Regions from separate parts of the Sus scrofa genome. Here regions 1 and 2 are each linked to region 3. The links are chromatin contacts, called in public Hi-C maps. All regions are on one chromosome and are shown on one strand. Each heading gives the region's core, a stretch centred on a gene start, on an enhancer-like site or on the middle of the called end of the contact. The rest is flanking DNA. Distances are from core to core; before and after follow the strand shown.

Evidence for each region. Hi-C and Micro-C count contacts between places; a contact is called where the count stands out from the background.
Region 1: a contact with region 3 is called in a Hi-C map of epiblast stem cells, with 2.6 times the contacts expected there. The contact joins two enhancer-like sites. A contact is called at or near these places in 12 of 47 Hi-C or Micro-C datasets (embryonic fibroblasts, epiblast stem cells, fetal liver and 7 more) and 1 of 2 datasets of contacts at active chromatin or transcription factors (alveolar macrophages).
Region 2: a contact with region 3 is called in a Hi-C map of epiblast stem cells, with 2.4 times the contacts expected there. The contact joins two enhancer-like sites. A contact is called at or near these places in 7 of 47 Hi-C or Micro-C datasets (embryonic fibroblasts, epiblast stem cells, heart right ventricle and 3 more) and 1 of 2 datasets of contacts at active chromatin or transcription factors (skeletal muscle).

Annotation. Positions count from the first base shown.
Region 1 is chrX:35,801,301-35,805,371 of Sscrofa11.1, forward strand. The region is part of intron 1 of BCOR (BCL-6 corepressor); the gene reads right to left. Among named protein-coding and RNA genes, the nearest start is that of BCOR, 88 kb to the right of the region's middle. Within about 2 kb of position 1,256, at least 24 of the 83 cell types and tissues checked have an H3K27ac peak or open chromatin away from gene starts, as enhancers often do. A contact at or near this core is called in epiblast stem cells, where this site is marked.
Region 2 is chrX:35,736,387-35,740,867 of Sscrofa11.1, forward strand. No RefSeq gene overlaps it. Among named protein-coding and RNA genes, the nearest start is that of BCOR, 150 kb to the right of the region's middle. Within about 2 kb of position 3,050, at least 39 of the 83 cell types and tissues checked have an H3K27ac peak or open chromatin away from gene starts, as enhancers often do. A contact at or near this core is called in epiblast stem cells and retroperitoneal adipose tissue, where this site is marked.
Region 3 is chrX:35,563,448-35,567,746 of Sscrofa11.1, forward strand. No RefSeq gene overlaps it. Among named protein-coding and RNA genes, the nearest start is that of BCOR, 330 kb to the right of the region's middle. Within about 2 kb of position 1,679, at least 24 of the 83 cell types and tissues checked have an H3K27ac peak or open chromatin away from gene starts, as enhancers often do. A contact at or near this core is called in epiblast stem cells and retroperitoneal adipose tissue, where this site is marked.

The DNA of each region.
Region 1 (4,071 bases), core at 6-2,505, 240 kb after region 3:
GCAACATTCCTACAGAAAATGGCACACGTCATAAAAAGAGACCAATTTATAGAACTGGCACCGAAGTTCATGTATCATTCCAGAAGCATCTCCCAGCTCCCCACTAGGGAACCCAACTAGATGCAGAAGTCCACATTAAAACTCAGAATGGGTAGACCTGGGCAGTTGGGGTGGGAGTGGGGGGGATGGACTCGAATTTGCAGACATCCTGCAGGCTGTACACCCAGGAGCCAAAGTCACATTGAAGGGCAGGATACAGAATGAAGTCAACTCTAAATGATCCTCCAAAGCCCCAGGGTCGGGGCTGGAGGGCTTCAACCTTGAGATGGGGGGGGGGGGGTTGCAGCCAGCTTGCCCCAGGACAGACCAGGGGCTGGCCCATCTCCCTGGCCATCCTGAGCCCGCCTGCTTGGGCCCGCCAGCCATGCATCTCCGGGACCTGCCTAGCAAGGGCTTGCAGCCACCCACCAACTGTTCTCCCTCCCACCCTGGCGCCTCCCCGCAGTGCCTGGCAGAGGACCAGGAACTCAGAGAAGGCCTGTGGCTGTGGGCATCTAGTTGGATTAAGTCACAGAGTGGGTGGCGCTGCGGGCAGACCTCAAGACAGCACCGTTGGTCCTGCAGCTGAAGGTAAGTGAGGCTAGGGCGGGAAGGCAAAGGGAGGTGGGTATGGAAAGCCAGCCCGCGCCCCTCCCCCGCTTCGGGTCCGAACCTACGCCGTCGGGTTTCCAATCCAGGAAGCAGGGCCGCGCGCACAGAACACAGCGGTCGCCTGGCTCTCGAACTTGTCTGAATAACAGGGCCGTTTCAGAGGAAGAACAACGGCCTTCAGAGGCTCTGCAATTTCCAGAAAGCCTTCAGTTAATAATACATTCTTTCCAACGAGCTTGCTTTAGGGCTGAAAGTTATTTGCCCAAATCTTAACAACCCGATCACAAGCCACGGAGGACCCAGGTCCGGAGCTCCCGGCCAAACTCCTCCAGACAGTTGACACTCATGACCCTGTGGGCCTCCGCCTGCCACCTCTGCCTCAGAGTTCCCTAAACCACAACACACCAGCCAGCACCCGCGTCCAGCTGATGCCGGGAGCCATAAAGATGTGTGTCGCGGGGTGGGGGTGCTGCCGAGAGCTGGCGGCCTCGCGGTCGAGGACGCCCCGGCCAGAAAGTGGCGGCCACCTCGGCAGCTCTCCGCGGGCCTGCATAGTGCGCGCTTTGTGTGAGCGCCGAGGAGGCACAGCGCTGCTCGTGCACCAACAGCTGTCACATTATTTGCACTCGCTGTAAACAGCCTTCACATTCCCCCCTTACCACATAGTTAAAGCCAGACTAACAATCCACAGTTAGAGATCAAACCAACAACAGCAGCATTGTGTCTGCCTTCGCTGCCTTCGCACCAAGCCCGGCAGCTGGCAGGTTTCTCCGGAACAAGGGACCCCCCCCTCCTCCCCCCACCCCTCCAGGCTCCAGCCAAGGCTGGCCAAGGCAGCAGTGCGTGTGTCGCTGCTGATTGTTAAAGCAAGAGAACACAGCCATTTCGCGCAGAGGCTTCAGGGCGCTTCGGCAGCTCTCTCCCAGAGTTTCCCCCTCCCCTGGCCGGGTGGGAGCCCCGGGGCCGGCAGCCCCCCTCCCCCATTTCCTCGGCCGGGAAGGCAGGTTGTCCAGGAGCCTCGGGGGGCGCGCGGGGGGGGGGTTTGCTCTGCCTGGCAAAGCCTGGGCCGGCCTGCCCTGGGCTTCCTCCCAGCCCGCTCTGCCAGGTCCCAGGGGCCAGGCAGCTCGTCACTTTCGGCGGCCCCACGCCTCCCGGGTTTCGGAAAATTGTCCGACTCCCAGAATCCTTACTGGTCGCCCCACTGATCAAAATGTCTCCTTTATGATTTTTGGTTAAGTCGAACATTTCCATAATCGTCATTATTAGCGCAAATTACACGCCTAATCGGTCCTTAAATAGATTTTAATTAAATAATCATACAAGGCTCATTTTATGACTTAAGAAAGGCATTACTTTTCGTTATAAACTTTCCACCAGGCTATAGAATAACGCCAGCAGACAAATACTTATTCTTTGAAGAGCACCAAGAACGGATGGGCAGAGCATCGTGAGAGCGGACCCTGCTTCACACCTTCTGGAATCGAAGCGGAGCCTAGACAGGCCACCTCGGCACAACTTGCTCCTGGGAAGGGAGAGGGGCCTTCTTCCTCCAAGGCCCGGCTCTCGTCTTTTCTTGGGGGCCAGGAGAAAGAAACCCCGAATGCTCCTTTTCCTTGCCCGTCTGAAGAGACCTCGCCAGAGACCACTCCTCATCGCCCCCATCTGTTTTCCACCCCTCGGTCGGCCGAGAGCCCTGGTGGAAAGCAGGCAGGCTGTGCTCGTTAAACGCTGTGTAAAATGCTGTTAATAAAATAATAAATACAAAGGATGGAGGCTGCTGGTTCCATGGGTGTTTTGACTGGAAATGCCTTGGCACTTGTCATGTGTTTATGGGAGGGCAGACAACTCTAGGATTTACATAGTTTGGACATTTCTGTACTTCATTTATTCTTTCCTAAATGACGTAGGCCTAGAGCTATTTCAAGTTTGCATTTGTACAGAACTGTTAAATGCCTAAGAGTTTCTCCAATTAAACCAAGTTTTAAATCAGACCCATGGCTGGAACGCACTCTCTGACTCCTCTCACTCCACCCAGCCCTCACTCGGGCCTCTGGGGCTGGAGAAAACAAACAGACCCTTACCGACAATCCCCCGGCTGTGCTCGCCCCACCTTCACCCCCCCACACACACTCCAGGGGCACCTAGGGCAAAGGTTAAGGTGTCTTCAGATTACAGGCAGGGCCCTGGCTACACACACTGGAAATCACTGCAGTTGGGCACATCCTGGCCAGAGTCTAACCTCTAAAATAGTGAGCTAAGACGGGGGGAAACTGCTGGCCTGGTAAAACCCACTGTTCACAAAACAATGTCAGCAAAGGCTGGAAGGCATTCTTTAGAGAGGGACCAGGGATTCATGCCTACTGAAGCTCTTTCAGCACAAAGGCTTTTAGGGGAAGAAGGGAAAAGGGGGGGGGTGGAGGAGAGAAAGGGAGGGCTCCTGTTTCAGAGCCGGCATCCCCAGAGAGTCAAGAACCAAGTGTAGCTTCAATCAAACGCTGACTTCCCCTCTGGGAGTCGAATAGGAAACCTGATCACAGTAGCTTACTACCGGCCTGGATCCATACAGGTCTGGTTTTCTTCTCATGCTAGTAATTTTTTTAAATACGTATCGATATAAAAGAAGCAATCCCTGGCAGACTTTATTGAAAACCACACTGAGACCTCATAACATCCGGACTTAATCCCTATCAAACAAACCACAGCACCTCTGGCCTCTGCAGCAGGCCAGACCCTCTCACCTCTTCCCACCAGGTCTCTCCCCTCCAGCCGCTGCTGTTTCCTCCCCCGAAAGAGCGAGGAGAGGACTTGCCAAAGAGCACCTAGAAACGGGTTCTGGAATCAATTCCTAACCATATAAATGATCCCACTTAGGGGGAGGAAAAAAAAAAAGATCCAAGCCTTTTCATATGGAATCCTTTAAAACCCAGAAGGCAAAGAACTGTAACAAAGGGAAAGAGGAACCCACGGAGGCAGACCCCAGGAGTATCCTCAGGAATCCCCTTGGAGGGGAACTTAACCTGCACGTCGGTCCCCAGACACGAGCCTAAGCAGGTCTGGGGGCGGGGGTCCTCAGAGGGTCTCCGGGGCAGCAGGGAAAGGAGGAGCAACCGAGAGGAACCTGACCAGTCATTCAAAGCAATTACGAATCCTCGGGGCCTACTATGTGCCAAGTATTCTTCTTTGATCCTAAAGGTGGGTAATTATTCCCAGTCTTACAAATGAAGAAACTTACTGAGGCTCAGAGGCCATAAATAACTTGCCCCCAAGGTCACACAGCTAGTAAAAAAAAAAAAAAAAAAAAAGGGCCATGGTCAAACTCAGTCCTGGAGTTTCGGAGAGGAGCCAATTATTGGTCAGATTGTGCCATTCGGAATCCCCGAGAAGTTCGGGAGGCTTCCTTAGCTCTTGTAGTCACGTGCA
Region 2 (4,481 bases), core at 1,800-4,299, 170 kb after region 3:
AGAAAGGGGGGCATCGCGCCCGGGAGAGGTAGTCAGGAGGAGCCCCGGCCCCCCTCCTCCCCCTCCCCCTCTCCCCAGCCGGCAGAGCGGGTACGGTGACCGACCTTCCCGCTCGGGACCGGAGCCGTGGTGGTGGGGGGGGCGCGGGCCAGAGCTGACCGGGGCGTCTCGCCGCCGCGGGCCTGGGCTTCCGCACTCCCCGGCTCTTGCGCGTCGCCGCTCGCGGCAGCGCCTCGCCTCCCAAGTGTAATTCCACAGGCCTGCGAACGCTGGGGCTGCGGAATCGTTTGAGGGAGTTGGAACCGCATCAGATGAGCACGCCGGGAGGTGAGATCGGGTAGAAAATCGGCGAAACTTTGAGTTGTGCGCCGCCCCGCCACCACCACTCACACACCCACACACACAAAATTTCCCCTCCCCCTTCCCAGCCGCCACCTCCCCCACCCTCTTGATTCTTCAAGGTTTGCAGCCCAGTCCTGTCATATGGTTTTGTTTCTGTGCTGCTGCTTTTTTTCAGACACGAAAATTGGACACGTGGAGAATTAGCCTGGCTGGAGAAGCGCTGGGTGCAGATTCAAACAATGGTTTCCAGCAGCCAAGCTAAGGCAACACCTTCCCCCACCTCACCCCCAAATGGCAGCAGCCTGGGCTTAGAGTGAGCACACCCCCGCCACTGCCCCCCCCCCCAAGAGCCCGGGAAGGGACCAGTGGGGGCTCTACTTTCTGCAGCCCTTTCCTCAGATGCACACCCCTAGGTCGTCCTGGACTGCTGGCTCTGAGATCATTGTGCCTGGGGTCTTTGGGGACTTCCTGCTATTTTTCCCTGGGAAGGTGCTGTCTCAAAGATGTCACCCCAACTATGAATGTTTAAAAACCCAGGCAGGCTCCAGGCTCTACCCTTTGGCAATTCCACCCTCCCTAGGCATACTTTCCTAACTGCTTGGATCCCACTCCCACCCCCATCCGAAGAGCCGTCTCCAGGTGGCTGGGCCTCTAAAGAGCAGCTTCCTTTAACCAGTAGTCTTTTCCAGAGGCCTCATCCTCCACTGCAGCCACAACCTTGGCCCTCAGCCTCTCTGTGAACCCTCCCCCAGCGCACTACCCTACACTGGCAGGGGCCTCAGCCTCCCCCCACCAACGGCAGTTACTCTCTCGCCTGTGCACCTCGTCCCCAGCTCGAGTGCACGGTTGTGTGTGTGTGTGTGTGTGTGTACGCGCGCGTACACACACACACACACACACACACCCGCACAGAAGCTCTTGGCCTCCCGGAGCTGGTTTCCTCTTACAGGCTCACGGCAGAGCTGCTGGGGCTGTGGCAACGCTTGCGGCTCCCTATGCAGCCCTGGGTTTCCTTGCAGCGCTGCGAGTTGTGAATCTGCCTTCTCTTCCCTTCCTGCAAAGGTCAGGCCATCTCCTCTCACTCGGCCACAGTGATGCTCTGGCCTGCAGAGCTCCAACACTGCAGCCTGGCAATGAGGATGGAGTGGGCATTCATGCAGGCACGAAGGCAACCCTCCCCACCCCCACCCCAGCCAGGGGGCAGGAGCCAAAGGGTGGGGGATTCAGGATGAGAAACACTGCAGACAAACCCCAGAAAACAGCTGAGGATTTGCAGCCAGGGACTCAAGAGAGGGAGAGAAAACCAGGCAAAGGCTGTTAGGCCTGGACTCCTCAAGAGCAGGCATTTCCACCCCCACCCCAGGAGCTGCGCTAGCACGAGCGGAAGGCCAGGAGAAGAGGCCCCGGGTGTCTGTTCACTTCCTTGCCCCCCCCCCCACCAGCACCTCCGCTCAGGCTGCCCTTCACTCCAAGCAGGAGTTAGAAGCAAGCAAACAGGCTGACTTCGAATTCAGTGGCCACGGAGCTCGAGTCAGCTGCGGCCCCGCAAAGAGGGACCTTAGGGAGGCCCTTCTGCCACCCCAGCCCCAGTGAGGCTACTGAGCCCTGCGAGTAGCAGGGCAGACGACCGCAACACCTCGCTGTGCAGAAAAATGAGAGGAAATGCCATTAAACCTACTTCCTCTAAAGAGCGCCACCCCCAGTTTTCTGTGAACTGCGCCGGAGAAGTCAGGAGAGAGAGAGAACTCGTTAACCTTGCTTGGGTTTTAACATCGCCAGCTTCAAGTCAACCTCGGGCCGCCCGAAGGTTCTGTGAAATATTTCACCTAGCTCAGACAATTTCCTGCAGTCCCTAACCAGACCACCCCGCTTAGTGAGTAGCTGCCAATAGGCAGACTTGACTGCAGGGTGGCGACCAGAGGCCTTCCAGGCCACTGGCTGGCCTGGACCCTCCACTCAAGAGTCTGGACAAAGTCTTCGCAGAATCCAGAGGGACCAAGACCTGGCTAAGCCAGAAAATCCAAAACCATAAGAAAGAAGCCCAGGAAAAGGAGTTTAAGACACTTTTCTCCCTAAGCCGGTGTGTGTTGTCTGTGTGAATTTCTGGCCCCCCTGAAGTCTGTACAGTGGGCCTGCGCATGTCTCACGTTCCTGGGGAGCTATGCATTTTGAAGAGCGGCATCAGGAAAGGGGGTGACCGCTGTGTGCGCCCCCCGCTTCCACCCGCTCACCATTTTCCTCCGCATCCTCTCACTAGGGAACAGAGCACGCAGGCAGGAGTGGGATCCTTCGACTGCGCTGAGCCTCAGCCTCTTCCAAACGTGAGGCGCACGGAGAGAACTCCTGCTCTGCCCAGTTTCCACTCCCGCCTCCAGAATAACGAGCCGAAAACATGTGTACTGTAAATAAAGCCTGTCTAAATAAAGCACTCGGGCGAAGGCTGCCGAGAAAACACTCGGCATCGCTCTGTTCAGAGCGTGAGTCAGCTTCCCAGCTCCCGGGGAACAATGGGGACTTTGCCAAGGGTCCCCTTCTGTCGACCCCTGACGGCCCTCAGACCCATTTAGGTGGCGGAGGCGCCGGCCCATTGGGACTTCTGGCCTCGAGGTTGGGGGGGGGCGCTCCCAGCGGCCGAGGTTGGGGTCCAGCCCCAGGATTAACGCCGCCGGGAATCCCTCTATCCGCAGCTGCCTCGGAGGGGTTGAGGGTTAAACAAACACCGAGCAGAGGAGCGAGCCTGGGGCGCTGTGGGGCTGCGGCCCGGAGACGGGAGGGTAGGGGATGCTGGGGGCGTTCGCTGCCGAACCTCCCGAGGGGAAGGCGCCCCCTCCCCGTTCCCATTCCCAAGCCGGGCTCTCGCCCACTCGGATGGCCGCCTCTCCTCCGCGGCCTCCCAAGTCTCATCGGAAACGAACCGAGAGAGCAGCTGCCAGAGTCACCCTACTCCCCTGAGACTCCCCATAGGCCCATGCACGTACACCAGCACCCCCCCCACACACACACACACACGCGCGCGTGCTGGGGACTCGAGGAGGCCTGGCCCCCGACTTCGCGGCGTGGTCGCCAAGGTCGAGTGAAACGGCGCCCCTTTGGTGGAGGGCAGTGTTGGGACCCGTGACGGCCTCTGCGTCACGTCTCCTATCTCGTCCTCTGGGCTCCCTTGCGGAGCCGCCCACCCTCCAGGGGAGTTCCGACGGGAGCGTTGGCCTCAGCTCTGGCGCGGGGCGGTGGTTTCCCCGCGCCCCGTGACCTTGAGGGTCAGTGATCCACCCGGGAGGCTCGCGGTTTCCGGAGTGGTGCAGCCAGCCCTTCCTCCCCGCCTCTCCGGCCAAGGCCGCCCCCGGCCGCCCAGCCGTGTCCCGCTCAGCCGGCCAGCTCTCGGCCCCAGGCGGAGGCGTGAGGGTGAAAGCACCGAGGGCCTCGCCCACGCCCTGCGGACACGCGCGCCTCCGGGGCCTGCGTTGGCGCTCCAGCAGCCGGCAATTACCAAATCGTCGCGGGGCAGGGTTGGGGGCGAGGATTCGGGAATGGGGTTTGAGCGGGAGAAGGCGAGGAAAACAAGTGAAATGGGAGCGGCAGGGAGAAGGGACGGCTTATAAATCACCCAGCCCCACCCTCGAGCCACACCACAGAGGCGCCCCAAGCCCGCAAGGGATGGAGGGTCACTCGGCCACTCCTGGCCGACCTCTGAGCTCTCCCCGAGCCAGCGCCCCACCCGGGGCTCAGGCCGCGCTAGGACCAGCTCCCGGCCGGGATCGTAAACCACCCGCCGGATTCGGCGGGAAGCCACCCTTGGACGCAGCGCGCATCCGCCCAAGGGGAAGTTTATTTATAGCTTGTAAACGTAAAGGAAACCAGACCGCGCTGGCTCGCCGCGCTCGGGCTCCTACGCTCCCCACCTGCCCACCAGGGAGGGCGCGACGGGAGGCGAGTGGGGTGTCTCGGTTCCTTCCCTGCCCCCCATCCCCACCCCCGCTCCGCTCCCAGGGGAGAAAAGGGTAGGGTCCTAAGAGGCTGGCAAGTCTTAATTCCTCTCCAGGCGCCTATCCAGTGCCGTGAAGGCCGGAGAGGGCGGAGGACAGGGCCCAGGCCCCGGCCTGGGGAGGGTGGGGGCGGCCGAGCTGTCCCACTTGGCACGC
Region 3 (4,299 bases), core at 429-2,928:
AGCTAATCTGCCGGATCTGTGTCATGGAAATGCTACTTAATGGTGTGCTATTGCACGTCGCTCCCCAACTCCGCAGTCAGAGCCAGCGCCTGAGTAGCTTGAGACCGGCAAGACTGGAATATTTACATCAAGGAAATCAACAGATGCTACAAATCAGGAAGGGAAGTGTGTGGGGCAGCCAGTTGTTAAGCGTTCTCCAGCACACTGCTGGAACCAGCATTTCGTTTCGTCATGTATGGGACAAATTTTCCTGTACTCTGGGCAGTTTTATCACATTCTCCCAAAATGGCAATGTCCTCCCCCTCCTTTGAAAAAAACAGAGAGTTGGGAGAGGAAGGGCCCCTGTCCCTCCCACAACCTCATCTGAACAAGCAGCAAAGGGGAGCCTGCACAGATAAGCCAATTCAGTGCTAAACCCCACAGGCAGGGGTGAGCCAAGGAGTCCCTGGCCAGGCCCTAGACTGCTATACGAAGCTTACCCACGGAGGAAGTAATACCCAGTATTTGCATATTCAAATTGACCAATGGAGACCTATAGCTATCTTGTCTGTGATTGGTGAGATGACTTTGGGCCGCCCACAGCACCGCTCACGCTGATTGGTGAGATGACTTTGGGACAGCCCACAGCACCGCTCACGCTGTCTGCCCGAGTCAAGGGCCCCAGTAGGTACCGATGGGACACTCAACAGAGGGTTATTCAGAAAGAGTTTAGCGAAGGGGCTGTTTCCAGATGTGTGGGCATATTACAGAAACTACAAAGGATATGGAAGTGCCCTGGGACTAGCAACAGTGGGAGGTTGCTACCAGGCCCTGGGCTGAGGGGACAAGGGGTAGGGGCTGTTAGCAGCACAGGAGAGAGCTATAGGCGAAGGCTGCTGTGGACCGCCCCCACCCAACTGCAGTCCAGCCAGGGGAATAAATAATCCTACCTCTTGAGCCTTCCCACCAGCCAGCTTACCTGTTGGCCAAACCCTAACCCAACCGGGGGCCAGTGGCCAAGGCCACCCAACTGATCTGATCCACAAGGATCAGCCTCCTGGGATCCACATCCTCCTAGGACAGCAGATCTGGGGGGAAAAGGATCTGCCCACCCAGTACGGGGCTGCCCTCATCAGTCTGCCAGCCCCGAAACGACGTGTCAGGGGCCACTCGCCTGCTCAAGGCCTGGCCCGGCAGAACAAAAGACAGGCTGGTCACGGCCTGGCTGAGCTGTACCAAAAGAACTGTCCGAGACCATGCACTTGACCCATGCTCAACGTATAAACGTGTCTTAGCTACACATATGCCTACCATTAAGCCTCTGCACGGGTGTGGATTTTACCTTGATGCTAATAAATCTGATTTATTTAATAACGTTCAGACCACAGGACGGGGTCGCAAGGGGAAAAGGAGGTTTCTGGAGCAAAACCCAGGGCCCTCCCTGGCCCCAGCTTCTCTCAGGGACCCTTCCCCATCTCTTCCTCTCCCCCACCCCCAACCCCCACCCCCGCCCCCGGCTCAGGGAGAGGGTTAATAGATATGAGGGGGTGGGCGAAGGCCTTTTGTGGCCAAACACTCCTGAAAAGATTGGCGCTCCCCACCCCCTCCGGAAGGTTCACAATGTACATTAGCATAGTAAAGGCTCCAGATAAAGAAAACGTTTGGCTTTGTTTACTGTGGGGGTTGCCCGTACTTCCTGGAGCTTAAGCTGAAAGCGAAAGGAAGGGCGGGAGTTAGATAAGGGTGTTTGAGGCTGAGGACACGGTCCATGCGGAGGCCCAGAAAAGCGTGGAGAAGTGGATGCGGAGTGGAGAGCGGCTTGGAGGAGCGGGCCTTTGACCCAGAGGGCCCCGGGCGACGATGCGCTCGGCACTAGCGCCGCAGTCCCAGCCGGCTCGCCCAGCTCTCCGCGGGCTTGGCGGGCGGCCCCCTCGCATCCTTCCATCTGTGCCCGAGGGTTGGGGGACGGGCCAGAGTGAACTCGGACCTCGGGAGGAACCGGCCCTCTCGGAGCTTCTCCCCCCTCCCAGCCTTTTCACCCCAGAATGAGTAGAACTGCCGTGTCCAGAGGTCCCCTGGCAGCGGATAAGCCTGCTGGCCCTTCTGAAGGATGCGCACTCCAGGCCGGTTTCCTAGGAACCGAAGAGGTTTTGGAAATATCCCTTGACCCTCTTATGACCAAAACCCTTGGCCATGGGGCTGCAGTCCAGCGCCACCGAGTAAAGTGTGGCTCCAGGGAGGAAAAAAATAAAAGAGAATAAAAAATAAAGAGCCTGCCAGCATGGCACTGGCTGTCCCAGAAGCTCTACAACCTGGGACACTGGGTGCTGGCCTGGCCTCAGTCTCAGGAGTCTGCAGAGCATCCGGGGCTGGCAGAGGTGAGAGTTCACGGATGTATCCGCTTTAGAAAGGTCCGGGCATGGACAGAGGTGGTATGTGAATGGCTAGCAGGACACAAGACCTCAGCAACGCATCTCTCTCTGCCACTCTAGCTGGCCTGTCCTTTCTCCCCAGTGATCAGCACCTGGGGACTGCATCTCCCAGACCAGCGTGTGCATTCCAGCCTCAAATTACCACCCTCCTTATGTCAAATATAACACATTTTCCGAGCTAGTGACCTCTGCCCACACCCCCTCCCTAAAAAAAAAAAAACCCAGCCCTCCACTTCATCTGTCTTTGGGCGGCGGGTGACTGGCTTTCCTGGAGCCATCGGAGAGTCTAGCGAGTCTTTTGTTTTCCAATGAGGCTTTTCCTCCTTGATTCCCTTCCTCTCAATCTCATTTTAGTCCGAGTCTCTAAAGAGCAGGGCTGCCCAGCCTCCTGGCTCCTCCTGGCATCAGGCAGAAGCCAGTCTGGGGAGCCTGTGATTCAACGTACAGATTTGCAGGGTTGGCTCGCTGCTCTCAGATTCAGGCTCAGAGTGGCCATTCACCGAGAGTTCTGGGTCTCAAAGTACAGTCTGGCCTGGGGACTGACTTTCCAAGAGCAACCAGGCAAGCTGGTGGGTAGAGCCTGCCTTTTTGGCAGCAGGGGCCCTGGGCAGAGATGAGTCCGACTGGACCCAGAAGCAACTGGAAGAATAAATACAAGTCACAAGCAGCATGATGCCCAAGTGTGGCAGTGAGCCATCTAGCCTCGGAGGTGCACAGGAGAGTGCCTTGTGCCGACAACCTTCTGGAACAGGGTCCAAGGAGTGAGTGGCCACTCACTCCTGGCTCTGCCCTTGACAATACATGACCCTGCACACACAAGGGTTCTACCGAAAATAATGGAGAGCACAGGAGTTCGAGCATTGGTCCCTGGAGCAGTCTGGGCCCTCCAGGTAGCAGATACCAAGATAGAATTAGAAGTTCAGGAGATTGGGGGGGGCAATGTGTGAGAAGGCTCAGCGGAGGGGGGGGTGGAGAGGAAGGAGGATGAGGTGGGGAGAGCCTCAGACTCAGGGCAGCCCTGAACAAAGCCCCATCAGAGAAGTCCCCGGTCGGTGGGGCAGATGGCCCAGCTCTGGGGCCCCCACCTTGCTGTCCCTGGGTGGACAGCCTGGGGAAGGCGTGGCCTCAGCTGCTGTGGCCCCTGGAGGAGCAGCAGCTGGGGGCTGTCACCTCAGAGCCCTCCTTCCAGAACCTTCACCACTGAAGGGGAGGAAGCCTGGGTGGGGCTCTCCCGCAGCTTCCAGGGTGCTTTTGTGCCAAGGCAAGAGGCTGTCTTGGGGAGTTCCCGTTGTGGTTCAGTGGTAACAAACCCAACTTTTTTCCATGAGGACGAAGGTTTGATCCCTGGCCTCCCTCAATGGGTTAAGAATCTGGCGTTGCCGTGAGCTGTGGGGTAGGTCGCAGACATGGCTCGGATCCTGTGTGGCTGTGGCATAAGCCGTCAGCTATAGTTCCATTTTGACAGCTAGCCTGAACTGCCATATGCCCCATAAAAGAAAGTGAGAGAGGGAGACTGTCTGGGGTTGCTCTGGCTCTAACTCTGGTCTCATGGCCTCAGACAAACTCGTCCCCTTCCCCCCTTTTCTTCGTGTGTGGATGAAGAGTAGTTATCACCTCATTTGTCCTGATTTCTTTTCTTTTTCTTTCTTTTTTTTTTTTTTTTTTTTTTTTTGTCTTTTGAGGGCTGCACCCATGCCACATGGAGGTTCCCAGGCCAGGGGTCAAATTGGAGGTCAAATTGGAGCTGTAGCCCCCAGCCTACACCACAACCGCAGCAACTTCAGACCCAAGCCACATCTTCAACCTACATCACAGCTCACAGCAACGCTGGATCCTTAACCCACTGAGCGAGGCCAGGGATCGAACCTGTGACCTCATGGGTGCTAGT